2 separate regions of the Bicyclus anynana genome follow, and region 2 is linked to region 1. A link is a contact called in public Hi-C data. All regions are on one chromosome and are shown on one strand. Each heading gives the region's core, a stretch centred on a gene start, on an enhancer-like site or on the middle of the called end of the contact. The rest is flanking DNA. Distances are from core to core; before and after follow the strand shown. Region 1 holds the start of LOC112050552 (zinc finger protein 567). Region 2 holds the start of LOC112049365 (ADP-ribosylation factor-like protein 2).

Region 1 (6,767 bases), core at 1,909-4,408:
AAATTTAGGGGAAGAAATAAAAACTCAACATTCATAGCCTAATCAGGAATCGAACCTTGGACCTAAAAATAAATAAATAGATCCGATGTTGCATTGTCTTAACACGGGACCCACCAGGCAAGCAGGACAACGTAGTTACTAATTTAGAATGTATGTATATAAAATAAATACATCTATCCTCTTACCATCAAACAGTGTAAAACTTGTTTAACAAAATGGTTGCAGACCCGCTCTTATGAGCAAACAGAAGAATTACTCCAAATTCTAAGATAATCTGAATCGCTTTATCAAACCGTCTACATAATATATAGGACTATAGATATATCAAGAGGCTGACTGCTAGCATCATCATTGTAGTGTATAGTTATGTAAATGTAAAATCATAAATCACATACACACACCCGCAAACACACATACACACACACACACACACAATCACACACACACATAATCACACACACATAATTACACACACACACACACAATTGCACACACACAAATACTAACGTACAAGGGCATAATTTTATGATAATATTTATAGGATTGGATTGTATATATAGTAGGGAAGTTCCAGCTTTCTGAGATACAGTTTCTAACTAGTTCAGATAGCTGGGGCACTCACAAAAATTTGGTAGTAATATTTAATATCTTTCTATTTGTATTTATGTTCATGATTTCCTTTTTTGTGTTTTGCCAAATAAAATCTTTCTTTCTTTAAATAATTATTATATATTTACTAATTTCAGCAAGTAATCCACACTTACAAGAACAAGACCATGATGGTGACTCCCGCAGTAGTTGCGGCGGTGGGACGGGCGGCCGCTGCGTTCAAAACCTCACAATAGAATTTATTATACTTTTATTAATAAACGACAAGTTAAAGAAATTAACAAATTATTTCAAGGTAATTTTTTTTCAAACCTAACGAACAGAAAGCATGTCTATTGTATCTAGGAGTTTCAATTCTTTTATATTTAAAAAAATGCCAATCAAATCCGGTACAGAATTGTACTTGTATCTGTATTCTGTATAGGTATAGGCCCTGTCTATAATTATTATTATGGTTTTGAATAATGCAGCACGAGCTTAACCTATTTCAACGGCCCCCTTCAGATTTCCCACCTTTTATGAGAGAGGATAGGGAGCTTAGACCACCACGCTGCTTCAACTCTGCTTGGCCCGCTTTAATATTTCGACTCTTTGGCGACCAATAACAGATAGTAGCAGACGCCGCACGGTTTGTACCGCGTAGTTTCCGTTCTCGTAGAAATACGGGGATAATAAATAGCTTATAGCACTCTGTGATAGTGTAGCTTCCCAACAGTGAAATAATTATTTAAATCGGTTCTGTAGTTTCAGAGCTTCAATGCAAACAAACAATCATATCTTTCCTCTTTATAGTATTAGTAAAACTTTTGTAAAGATTAATAATAAAAGTGACCAACCGGCGGCTTACGGCGGCATTTAACGTGCTTTCCTAAGCATGGGCCATGGGGGTGTAACACCACAAACTTCCCAACTCCTTTTTACTGAAACTCAGAAAAAAGAAAACCTCAATATATTTCCTTTTTACACCCAAGACTCGAACCTCGTGTACAGAGTAGTAGATAATAAGACAAACTACCCTCGATAATCGAATAACAAACGAGGCATTTCCACAAAATGAAAACACTTCTTGGTCTTGCCATACAAAAAGAGCAAAAGCTATATTAAAATATACCAAAGAATATAATACTCCAAACCATAGAATTAAATCGTAAATCTATGCTCCAAACATGCTCCAAAACTTAGACCATTAATAACTGGACGTGGTTCGCACCCAAATTCAGCAACAAAAAAGTCTGTCATTTTTTGAGGGGGATGAGGTAAACTCACATATCGAAAACATTTAACACCATTAAGTATATTCTGTGTCCATACACTACACACAACTATAAATTTGACTCGCAATACACACACGCGTAATTTTTACACACACTAACAAACACATTGTGCACAGTAAAAATTTATACAAGCAGTATACTCGGCCGTATTTTTGAAATAAATACAGCGCGCGGTACGTAAACATGTGATAGGGCTGCCTGCCTCCAGCATTTTAATTACATTTGCCAACTTTGTATTTTCATTTAGTTTTGTGATTGTAAATATACTTTTTTATGTAAACAAATAAAATATTTTGTAAATTGTAGTAAAATAGGAAGTGATCAATAAAATGCGTGTTGTTTTTTGATTGGTAGATTTAAATAAGGCTTATACTAATCAATGACCTTGAAGGATAGGTCGTATTCATATGTTTATTTTGGTGATGCCATCTAGGTATTACCTCCACTACGTGACCAAATATTAAAAAACCGGTGAAGTGCGCGTCGGGCCACGCGCAGTGTAGGGTTCCGTAGATTATGTTAGCCCTTTAATCTCTTATGTTTTTCTCAATTTCAAAGCCTTTATTATTCCTTACATTATTACATTAAACAAGTTTTTCAATTAATAAGAGTAACAGTTTTAATTTTTTTTTCTATGTTAGTATATTATTAGTGTACCTGTTTTAAGTTTAGTATGTTAGTGAGTTAGTCTTATTTCTAATTAATAAAATCTATTTAACTAGTAAGTTGAAATTGAAATTGAGGTATAGCTCGCGTTTCGACTTCTAGTATGAAGTCAAACTACTGCTTGCATATTTACTGTGACATTGTTTAGACTATCCACAGATTAAATACGTAGAATATTCGATTACTGATCGATGTTTGGCTGTTTCGTCAAAAGAATCGATTATTTTTATAAATTTTTTTATTAAAAATTTGATAAAATTAAGGTTTAAATACTTTCAAATGAAACGTTACTCCATCTTTTACTAAACTACAAGTTTTTGGCCGTTTTTTATGCCATTTAACTACACAAACCGGCATTTTTACGGAGCTCCTTACACGATGAAAACGATTACAACAATGAAACATCGATTCTGTAGCAACAGTTTTTATAAACGCATTAGATCATAGATTTTTGATCTTTGCCAGAGGGATAACGGTTAGCGAACCACGTCCAGTTATTAATGGTCTAAGGCTCCAAACCTTTCTCTGTCTACCACTTGTCTACGATCAAAAATAAGGCTCAAAAGACTAGGCCTCAGAGCTATAATAAATACAGAGACAGTTCTTCAGTAAAAAAAAAATATTTTAATAATTTGTTTTGTTTGTTGTTATTGATTTTTAAACTTTTTACACATTATTTTCGAATATTTTAGATTTCAACATGAATTTCTCTGAAAACAATCATGGTCAAAATGCCCGAATTAATAAGATTTACTGTGAACAACAAGGTAGCCAATTTACTTTATTTTTAATTAATATGCATTAACATTTTGATAGTAAAACTTTGGTTGAAGTTGATGTAACACTTCATGCGACAGTGGGCTTCATTAACACTTTCATTACCGCTACGATTTTCACGATGTTTTCTCGGGAGCCGCCTACATTTTACGTTGGACTCGCTAGGTGAGTCGCCGGCGCTGCGATACGAATCATTCGACTCGCCACGCGAGTTCAGTGGCATTGCGTTAGGGTAAAAACTATGTTCTGTTATTTTTGTGGCCGTGACAGTGTACGTTACGTGTTTAAAGCAATTAACTAGTATATGGTGTAATTTAACAAAAAGAAAATGGCAAGAAACACTATAAATAAACGAAAAGGTAAGTTTGTTTCGTAATTTATGCAGTGGCTCTCAATCTTACAAATACTGATTCGCGCACCGAGGGTTTCATACATACATATAGGTAATATTGAAATCTTAATGAGGTTCATAGAATACATCTACATACCTAATTTCAACAGTATAGCTCTTATAGTTTCATGAAAAAGTGGCTGTGACATACACCCGGACAGACAAACAGACAGACAGACATGATGAATCTATAAGATCGAACGAACTTTCAATCACAAGACACTCACGGATAGACAGATCTACTTTCGCATTAATAGTATATTAGTACGGATAAATACAAGGATTAGTAGGTATATATTTAATTGAAGGAGATTACTTTGAAAGAGAATCTAACAAATAAACTTTTCATATAATAAATAAACAAAAATCAAGAGTACTTACAGATTTTCAGAAGTCAAGCTGCGGCAACTTTTGACCCTTATTTTCAGGCCACCACAAAACACAATAACATAGAACACAAGAATCTCAAAGTCCAGAAAACGTTTGCCAGGGGTTAAAACAGTAGGTACTCCAACAGGTCCAGTAATCGAAAGCCAAGTCACAATGATAGAAAACAAATATACGCGTGCGATAAGGAAAGGGTCGTGCTTAACACTAATCTATATATAAAGAAAGTCGGGTTTGTTACAACACTTCACTCGAGATTGACCAATGAGAGCTTGGCAAAAACAATGTTATCAGTGCTTTTATTGCTTACTAACCAGAGCGTTCATGTTAAAAAATACCGGTTCCTTTTGTTTTGCCGGCAATTTTTAACAATGCGAAGGGATCCTCTTTCAGTTGTAACTCTTAAAGTAATAGACCGAGAGTTGAGTTTGTGTTTTCTGCACCGTTCGTTTAACAAAAACGCAAGGACAGACTCAAAAACTTAGAAGTACCCATTTGGTGAACACCAAATTCGAGCCCCTACAAGGTGTCGAACACAATCCGCCGTTGTTTTACGAGTGAATGTGACTTTTGGTAAAATGAAAATAAAAGTATCTACCTTTTATATATTTCATTTATAAAAGTTTGAGAATCTATGTTAGTGAACTCGCCTAGCGAGTTCAAGGCATTGCAGAATAGTTTATTTTCTTTCGATTATAAACTGGGTCTGCACACCCGGCCCACCACGTTATTCATTAGATTAGTGTATATTTAGTCTTCAGTATTATTTTAAGCAGAAAATACACATGCATTTTGAAAAAAAATTGCAAAAACATTGAACTCGCGAGGCGAGTCTACGGCGCTGGAATAAAATTTACGTGGACTCTCCGGGCGAGTCGGTGGCACTGAACGTGTTAAACCATATATTGATATTAGTTTCAAGGATACGATAAATCATAATCAAAGTTCATTCAAAATTGTGCTCCACTTGTTATATTTCCACTACCAACCGGTCAGAGGAATTAATCAAAATGTTACATGGCAATTAATTCCTAAGATAGTATTACTGTTCTGCTTGTAGGATTTGATGAATTTTCAAACTTCTGCCGAACTTGTGCCACAATGGCCAATCAAGTTCGCCCAATATTTGATGAACAAAACCAAAGTGATGATTTAGCTGGGAAAATCAACAAGTATCTGCCAATAAAGGTAATTTAATTAATAATACATAAACACCAATCAAATATGTAACACAAGTAGACACCCTCAATTCTGTTTGTGTAAAATTTTGAATATATGTATCAAATTTCATCCCAATCAGTTCAATGGTTTAGCTGAGAAATAGCCCGGCAGACAGTGGGATATTATGATACTGTTAAAAATAATACTACTGGTTTATAGACCAATAATTCTTAAACCATTGGTTTAGGCATTTCTTTGTTGCCATTGTTTGGTTATGCTATTCTCTGTATTATTGATGAACGACAAAAGCAACAATATCAGATAAAAATTGTATTAGCAAGTGTAGTAGTAAGCATGGTTCATTCTAATCTGAAACATCCTCAGATGTTGACTCTGTAATGTTAAGATGAAAAGATAGGTCTATTATACACTGATACATAACATCAACATTACAATGCTACATATCAGCAACAACTACATGTACCTCAATGTCAACATAAAAACTGTTGCCTAATAACCCAGTGCCGCCTAAGGTATCAGGAGAAACTATCAGTCTAGTCAGAGTCGCCAGAGTGGACTATGTTTTGCTGTAGATATTTGAAAAATTGTTTTTTGTTAAAATAATAAAGTATATCAATTACTTACTGTTTTTATACACTTGTGTTGTTTTATATCCTTTCAATATTGTTAGGTTTCTAAAGAAGATGGGCTGCCTCAAGTAATATGTGAGCAGTGTCACAACACACTCCTGGCTTGGGATGAGCTGGTCAAGTGCTCTGTACAGGCTTCAATGGTGCTGCAGCAGAAACTGTCGGTTATGAGGCTACTGGACCCTGTAAGTTTGCTTTCATTCTTCAATAAACAAATTACTGATATAGTCTTAAGAACTTGAGATTGTCAGACCTTTGTAATTTCATAGATGCTAAAAGTTTGTCAGCTTATGTATGACATCTATGGGGCTTGGACCCAGTGGGCCTAGTGGTTTTGTGATGTTTCCAAGGTCAAGACCCCTGTTAAAAATAATATGAGAAATCATATACCCATTTGCAAGTCACTTATCTTCAAGGCACCTCTTAGTTAAAATTTTCTCTTAGTTAAATGTTTCATAGTGTTTTTGAAAAAGTTTCCATGAAGCCAAATTTCTGGTAACAATTTCTTACTTAAAAAAAACAAATATCTGGTAACAATTTCTGTTATATCCAAAGACATTTTAAAAATACATATTGTACACACAACATTTAGTTTAGATGATTGAGTCTGAATCTTTGAATTCTGCTTCCCCCCAAAGCCTCCACTGTCCAAAGTCCATAATTACCTAATATAGATAATAGCATCGGCGCGGCAATTTCTTGATGTCCCATAGAGCAAATCTTTTCTTTATTCTTAATAAAAAAAATTCCTTTCTAGGATAAAACAAATGAGGAAAATGCAGAATCTACCCAAACATCCCTTGAGAGTGGGTAAGTATTGATACAAGTAATTTTCAAATAGTTTTTTTTCTC
Region 2 (6,767 bases), core at 1,797-4,296, 190 kb before region 1:
AAAATAAACAACCCTGTATTTGATATTGTTATTTAACAGTCTTGAATCTGGGCATCTTTCTAAAATAGCATGTCTCTTGGCAGTACCTTTACTAGGGTGGAAACCAGGCACAGATAAATCTACCATCTAATCATGGTTCTGAGGCACTGTACAAATCAAATTTAATTGATTTCAGAAGAACTGTATTTCAAACCCAGGAGACCTGAGTCATAAAACAGCTCATATAAAACTGTGCCAGAGGATTTAAGGGAAAAATGTTGAACAAGAAACTATTTTTAATCATTCTTATTTCATGCCTACAATGAAAACCAAAAGGACTTTGTAAAATAGGGCAACAGGAAAATACTTTCACTGTTCTACATGTAACTGAAATGAATAAGGAAAAGCACAAATCATTGGGTCACGAGTCACTCCCTGATGCAAGACGCAAAATAGTTGAAATAACTTGCATGCTGTAAAATTATTGAGTCATTGTCACAGCAGTAACAAGGTTTTATAACTTGGCAGATAATAAAGTCCAAATAAGGTAAATTGAGTCAAGCCTGGACCTAATCAATACTTACTTCAGTGTATGTGCCTGAGAATATAAGTCAGTAAACTAGTTTTACATTTAATGGTTTTCTATTGAAAATATGCTTTTTAATATTTTTATAAAATGATAATGCAATGTAAAACATACTATTGTCAAACAGGTCAGCCAATATTAATATATCTGAAATATTAGTGTTAAGTGTTTCACCATTCTATTGCATGTAACCCAGATAGTGACAAATAAAAGTCATGGAAACATTATGGAATCAACACCTTTAATGAATTCTCTGGTTTCAAAATAAAACATGCTCATACATAAATTTTTTTAAATTGTATAGGTGAGTGCTGGGCTGGGCTGGCAGTTCTATGGCGAAAAGGTGAAGAGGGCACTAGATTGAAAAGTTCCTGAGCACACTCTCTGAAATAAATCCTGTAGTACACTGACAAACAGGCAACTTTTTGGGGATGCAACAATGATTGCTTTTGCAAATTTGCACCAGTTAGCTCCTCGTTAATAATATTGTATTACCTACAAACTCAATACTGTTGGTTATCAGCACAGGTGTATCCAGAAAGTAAGAGTAAGCTACAATGGACTCCACAGTAAAATAAATCAATTATTCCCTATTCCTCATGAACACAAAGTCATGTCAGCTTCTCTTTAAATGTACTCTGGGAAACTATACTAAATCTACTTCTTTAGAGATTGGTTTTATCAAACAAACAAGATAAATAACATCTTCAACTTCCCATACATACATACACACATACATACATTATATCTATTGAAGATAAGATGATATCTTATTTTCATTTTTAATCTACCGTAAAAGAGGCATATAGTGAAAAGTATCAAATCAAATTATTTTAAGTAAAATAGGATTGACAAGGGGTTCAATAACCCTTTCTGAAGAGATATCATAAAAGTGTGTGCATATTCTATTATTCAATCTAGAAAATTTGAAATAGATTTATGTAAATTTTGGCATTTAAACTATAGAACAATATTGCTATACAAATTATTACTGTGGACAAACTTATCCAAATAGCACAAATTCTATGAGGGTAAAGTTGTTTTCAAGTTTATTTATTATAGAGTTTACTCACCCAAAAGTCTGTGGCATCTTTGTCTCTGTGCATGAGGTCCTCAAATGGAATAGTACAATTGGCTACAAAGTCGTCCGGTGGTATGGCAGCATCGTGAAATACAGTGAATCCCAGGCTGAAAACAGTGAGAGGTAAGCTTTATATTTCAACACTATCAATAAAAGAATTTTTTGTTGTCTAGTTTCTCACATTTAATTAAGTTTTGGCATAAATAGGTTCAGAATAAAATAATATACTAAAACTTGAATATGGATGATTAATAATCACCACAATAAGCAAATATGTGTTACATACTTTGAATTATCATTTATGTTTTGTTGAGATATTTTTTTGTGTTAATTTATATTTTTCTATTATAACATATGAACAGAACATATGTAAATTTAAAACAGATCTTTCTAATATGTAACTTTATTGTTGTACAATGTACATAGTCATTGACTGTTACTTTGTATTGGAGATTTACAAAATGCCCCTATAAGCTATACAGTATCCCTGAGAGACAAACATCAGTCGCAAGGCCTACATACGTAACACAACATACTTACTTGGTAGCATTCTGAACCTCATGTATAAATGTCTCATTCCACACAGGGTCAAATGTCTTGGGCTTGGTGTTGGACCGGTCTAGATGGTGCTCGTCGGCGTCGATCGACACGTACGGGTCTATGGGCTGGTTGTCTGCAAGGATAACGCGTATTTACAAATAATACCAACACCCATTTTCGTAAACATGGGATGCTGTTTCTGTGCGCGATTATTGTTTAAGCGCTGAACCGATACAATATTTTCGGTTTGATTATACGTACAGCAGGGTTCGTTTTAGTGTCTAATGTGCGTTCGGGACTCACCTGGTTTCCCGAAGGTCATGTTGTGCCGTTTCTGAAAGTCGGTCGGCCTGAGGCCCGTCGCCTCGCACACCTTGACGCGCACCGTCCCGCTGAACATGGCGCCTCCGGCCAACGAGCCCTAACACCGAGACCGCGCCGCCACACTATCACTTGCACTTTTAAATACAAATAAAATCATTGAAGATGCTTCATAATTGAAAGGGAAATAGAGACTTGACAGCGACGAGATCGGCCATGGATGGATTTATTTCCTCTATGGTCGCCAGAATTCCTATTGGATGGATTACTAAAAAAATATAGAGTTTTGTTTTTGGTAAAGTTCAGGAATTTAATTGTACCTACATAATCTTTTCAAGGTTTCCAAAAATCTATAAATCATTCATCATCTATAGTATTCCACATTAATAATTATCAAAAATCAAGAGTGACGTCTTTTCCTATGCTTTATCCTTGTATCCTGAATATAAGTTATGTGGCGGCTTAATTCGATGTAATTATTTAAACAGTTCGGAAAATATCACGAAAACGAAAACATCGATGTGATATTGTCAAATGTCAATTGTCATTGTCAGTTCAAAAATTCATTGTCTTCATTGTTCATTGCAATTGGAAATTGAAAACAATGCAATTTTCTTTAATTTTAAATAAATAAAATGGGATTTCTGACTATCTTAAAAAAACTACGACAAAAAGAAAAAGAAATGCGTATACTTATGTTGTATCCTTTTTATGAAATCTTTCTACAAACTGCTTCGGTGTGACTCTCCCATTTCCCAACTTAACTTATATTTTTTTGTTTTAAATTGTTAAGCTTATCTTATCGACAAGCATGGTTTTCTTAACTCAATGAACACAGAGGACTCGATAATGCCGGTAAAACGACAATTTTAAAGCGATTTAATGGGGAGCCAATAGACACGATCTCTCCTACTTTAGGTTTCAATATAAAGACGCTCGAGCATCGAGGATACAAGCTCAATATCTGGGACGTCGGCGGACAAAAATCCCTGAGGTATGTACGAGTTATAAAATAAATTTATGCCAGTTCATCAGAAAAGTCATCTTTGCGATCTAGTACCTAACCTAGGTACACCATCTGTTAATAAATGATAAATTTTTAGTACTACATAAAGGCTAATCGAACTGCGTGTACCTGTTATTAAAAGCCAATTGTAAATTGGATACTTATACTATAGTTCACATACTCATTAAATTTATGAGTTCATCATTTATTTGTATTTTTTTGGTGCTTTCATTCACTGTACATACTGTCAGATATCAGGATATAAGGAGATATATTTGTACTCCATGACCATACATTAAACTAGTTTATATACATATATCAAAAAAGTTGTTGGGTAAATTTTGATGACTTCAGGTCATACTGGAAGAACTACTTTGAGAGCACAGATGGAGTGGTGTGGGTGGTGGACAGTGCGGACGCCAGGCGGCTGGCGGACTGCGCCAAGGAGCTGCACACCCTGCTGAGGGAGGAGCGACTGGCGGGCGCTACACTGCTGGTGCTGGCTAACAAGTCTGACCTTCCCGGCGCTCTGACGCTGCAGGAAATTAGAGAGGTGTGTTGACAGCTGGACCTTCATCATTAATAGTAGTATATTTGATTCAATGTTCTTTGGGGAAATATTACTGCCATGGGAGAAGCTCTACTGTCACAGTTATTCTAGTCAGTGTGGACATAGCATATTTTGAATTCTTAACCAATTTTGGCCCATGTAGATTGGCATAAAATTAATAGATCTCAATCATCACAATACAATGAATAACACTGCATAATAGTGATATCTCAAACCTCCATCAAAAATTTTAGACAATTGCATTTTCCATCTCAGGTCTAAAAAGTATATATCATATTGTGGTTTGATCTCACTAATCAATGAATGCATCAGTAAATGGTAAGTGTTATCACTATTTTGAGTGGGTTATTTCTGCAGCAACAACCCTGGGTTACAGTGGGAAGGATATGGTTGACAGTAATCATAGTATGTATCCAAGTGTTAACATGTGAGGGTTTTCTACATAACCTCAAGTAGGCTATTTTTCTAAAGTTCCTCAGTTTACTTTTACTATAAAAAAATTGAAATATTGCAGCAGCTATCCTACTGCCATGTTGTACAGTAGTGTTTTCTTATTTGTCTCAATTTCCCAAATGTCACCATGTTGATGTTTAGTCCATATACATTGTTGTCATTCCAGGCGTTAGACCTGGACAGCATCAAAACCCACCACTGGCGCATAATGCGGTGCTCGGCTGTGACTGGGGAGAACCTTCTAGAAGGCATGGACTGGATGCTCGACGACATTGCCAACAGGATATTCACCCTCGACTAGACTATACCGGGACCAATGTACATGCATTCCATATAATATGTATAATATATGTAGTATACATACTCAGGAAATGATCTTAAATCTATATTCTAAGTGGAATGCACTGGAAAATTTTGGTTAATGTTGGTTATAAAACTCATTACTTATTGTGATTAATTTATTACTTGTCATATATGCCTGCTATGTTTTATGAAAGTTTCATGTTTTGTTTGTTGTTCCAAACTTGTAAACAGCCAGAAATATTCAATTTGTTTTTGTGCTCTGTAGTTCTTTTATAGCCCCAATTAAATATAAGATTGAAGAAAATATAAAGCTCAAATTGGTTCATTGGCAGTAATTAAATTAAAAATAGTTTCTTTTTCTATTTTCTTTAAAAATCTTTTCTCTTGATCTTTTAAAAATACTGCATATTTTGTCTAAATAAAGTTGAAATTGGTTTAAATATTATTTATTTAAAAAAAATATTCATGGATATGCCAAATTATTTATACACAAAACTTTCTGTGTATGTTAGCTGAGATCTCCATAGAATGTGTTAGCTACTATTCATAAGACTAAATAATAATGTAAAATATATAAAATATTGAATTGAATTTTGCCTAGATTAACTTAAAATTTATTATATTTTTTTTACATCATTATTAGCATAGTAAATAACTACTACACTAGAGGTTCAGTGTCCATTATCGTATGTTCGTATGCAAGAAAGGCGATGTGGACTTCATATTACGTCAACCAGTATTTTAATTTCATTCTAAGCTTATTATTACCTGTAATTTTATAAAAAATAAAATTTCTTAATAACACCAAACAAGCAGTTTCATTCACCTTTTATTGATTGGACAAACCACTTATAGTAACTAAGGATAGCCGTACACATAACAACTTACTTTAGTTGCCATTTGCACAAGTATATTGTAAGAAATATTGGAAGATAAAGTGCAAAGGACAATGGTCTGGTGTTTGTTGATAGAATTCATAAGCGTCTACTAATGTAAACTATTACAGTTTGTAGAAAATAATTTATTTAATTTTATGAAACAGAGCAAAAGGTCTAATTAAGCCCAAAAACTAAAATATATTCACATCAATTACATTTAAATAATTGAGTATGGCAACCATACTATTTATACGAATATTGCATATATCGGACAACTAAGGACGCGCACGATACCGAAAAGCCAGTATCGAATCGAATAAAATATCGTCACTGAACTACACGTATTCAATGACATCAGTTTAATTTCAGTAGAACAAACATATAAACTAATATTAATGACGAATTAATATAATTATTTTGAAATATATATAAAATATTTTGATTTTCAAACAAGAAATAGTAATTAATTTAAATGCAATAGGTACACCTATTTAATTTAAATTACTTATTTCTAATCATGACAAAATACTGCTAAAGTTCACTCTTATTTGGCGGCATTTTACATTTAAGTAATAAAATAACCAAAATGTAATAGTCAAACATGTTAATAACAATTATTAACAACAGTAAGCCATATGATATATTTTAATAATCAAAGGAAAGGAACAAGTGTTTACAAACGTATTTATTGTTTAAGTATGTTCGACATGATTTTAAATAAAAGTAAAAATAGTAAGTAATTTCCTGAAGATTACTTATTGATTACAAAAATAACAGTATCGAAAGGAGATCGATAATCATTAATCGATACTATAAAGTATCGATACTTTTACGTGTACCTATGACAAGTCATGCACTATCAATTCAACTGTGAACTGTAAGTCAGTTGTCACATCGCGTCGTAATTTCGTTGTTTGCGTACTTAAGCGTCTTGTAAATCTTGTTGCATTTTTCCGATACTTATCAAATGATTTTCTGTACCTACATTCTTTTTTAACGACCGCTTATGTTTATGGACACCGATTCTCCCGCTAAACTACTGACTTAAA

The links. Hi-C and Micro-C count contacts between places; a contact is called where the count stands out from the background.
Region 2: a Hi-C map of whole larva shows a contact between it and region 1, with 2.8 times the contacts expected there. The contact joins the promoter of LOC112049365 here to the promoter of LOC112050552 in region 1. A contact is called at or near these places in 2 of 2 Hi-C or Micro-C datasets (whole body and whole larva).

Annotation. Positions count from the first base shown.
Region 1 is chr21:14,449,766-14,456,532 of ilBicAnyn1.1, reverse strand. It overlaps LOC112050552 (zinc finger protein 567), which reads left to right and starts at 3,158. Exons shown (of 5, transcript XM_024088843.2): 1 at 3,158-3,316; 2 at 5,165-5,292; 3 at 5,957-6,100; 4 at 6,673-6,725. The coding sequence starts at 3,250. It overlaps LOC112050547, which reads left to right. Exons shown (of 3, transcript XM_052888245.1): 3 at 747-890. The coding sequence ends at 845.
Region 2 is chr21:14,640,939-14,647,705 of ilBicAnyn1.1, reverse strand. It overlaps LOC112049365 (ADP-ribosylation factor-like protein 2), which reads left to right and starts at 3,046. Exons shown (of 4, transcript XM_024087223.2): 1 at 3,046-3,207; 2 at 3,346-3,501; 3 at 3,868-4,066; 4 at 4,704-5,652. The coding sequence starts at 3,143. The coding sequence ends at 4,838. LOC112049364 (protein kinase C) reads right to left here and starts at 2,898. Exons shown (of 21, transcript XR_008251951.1): 1 at 2,490-2,898; 2 at 2,187-2,319; 3 at 1,639-1,753. LOC112050537 (pinin) reads right to left here. Exons shown (of 6, transcript XM_024088826.2): 6 at 5,654-6,767.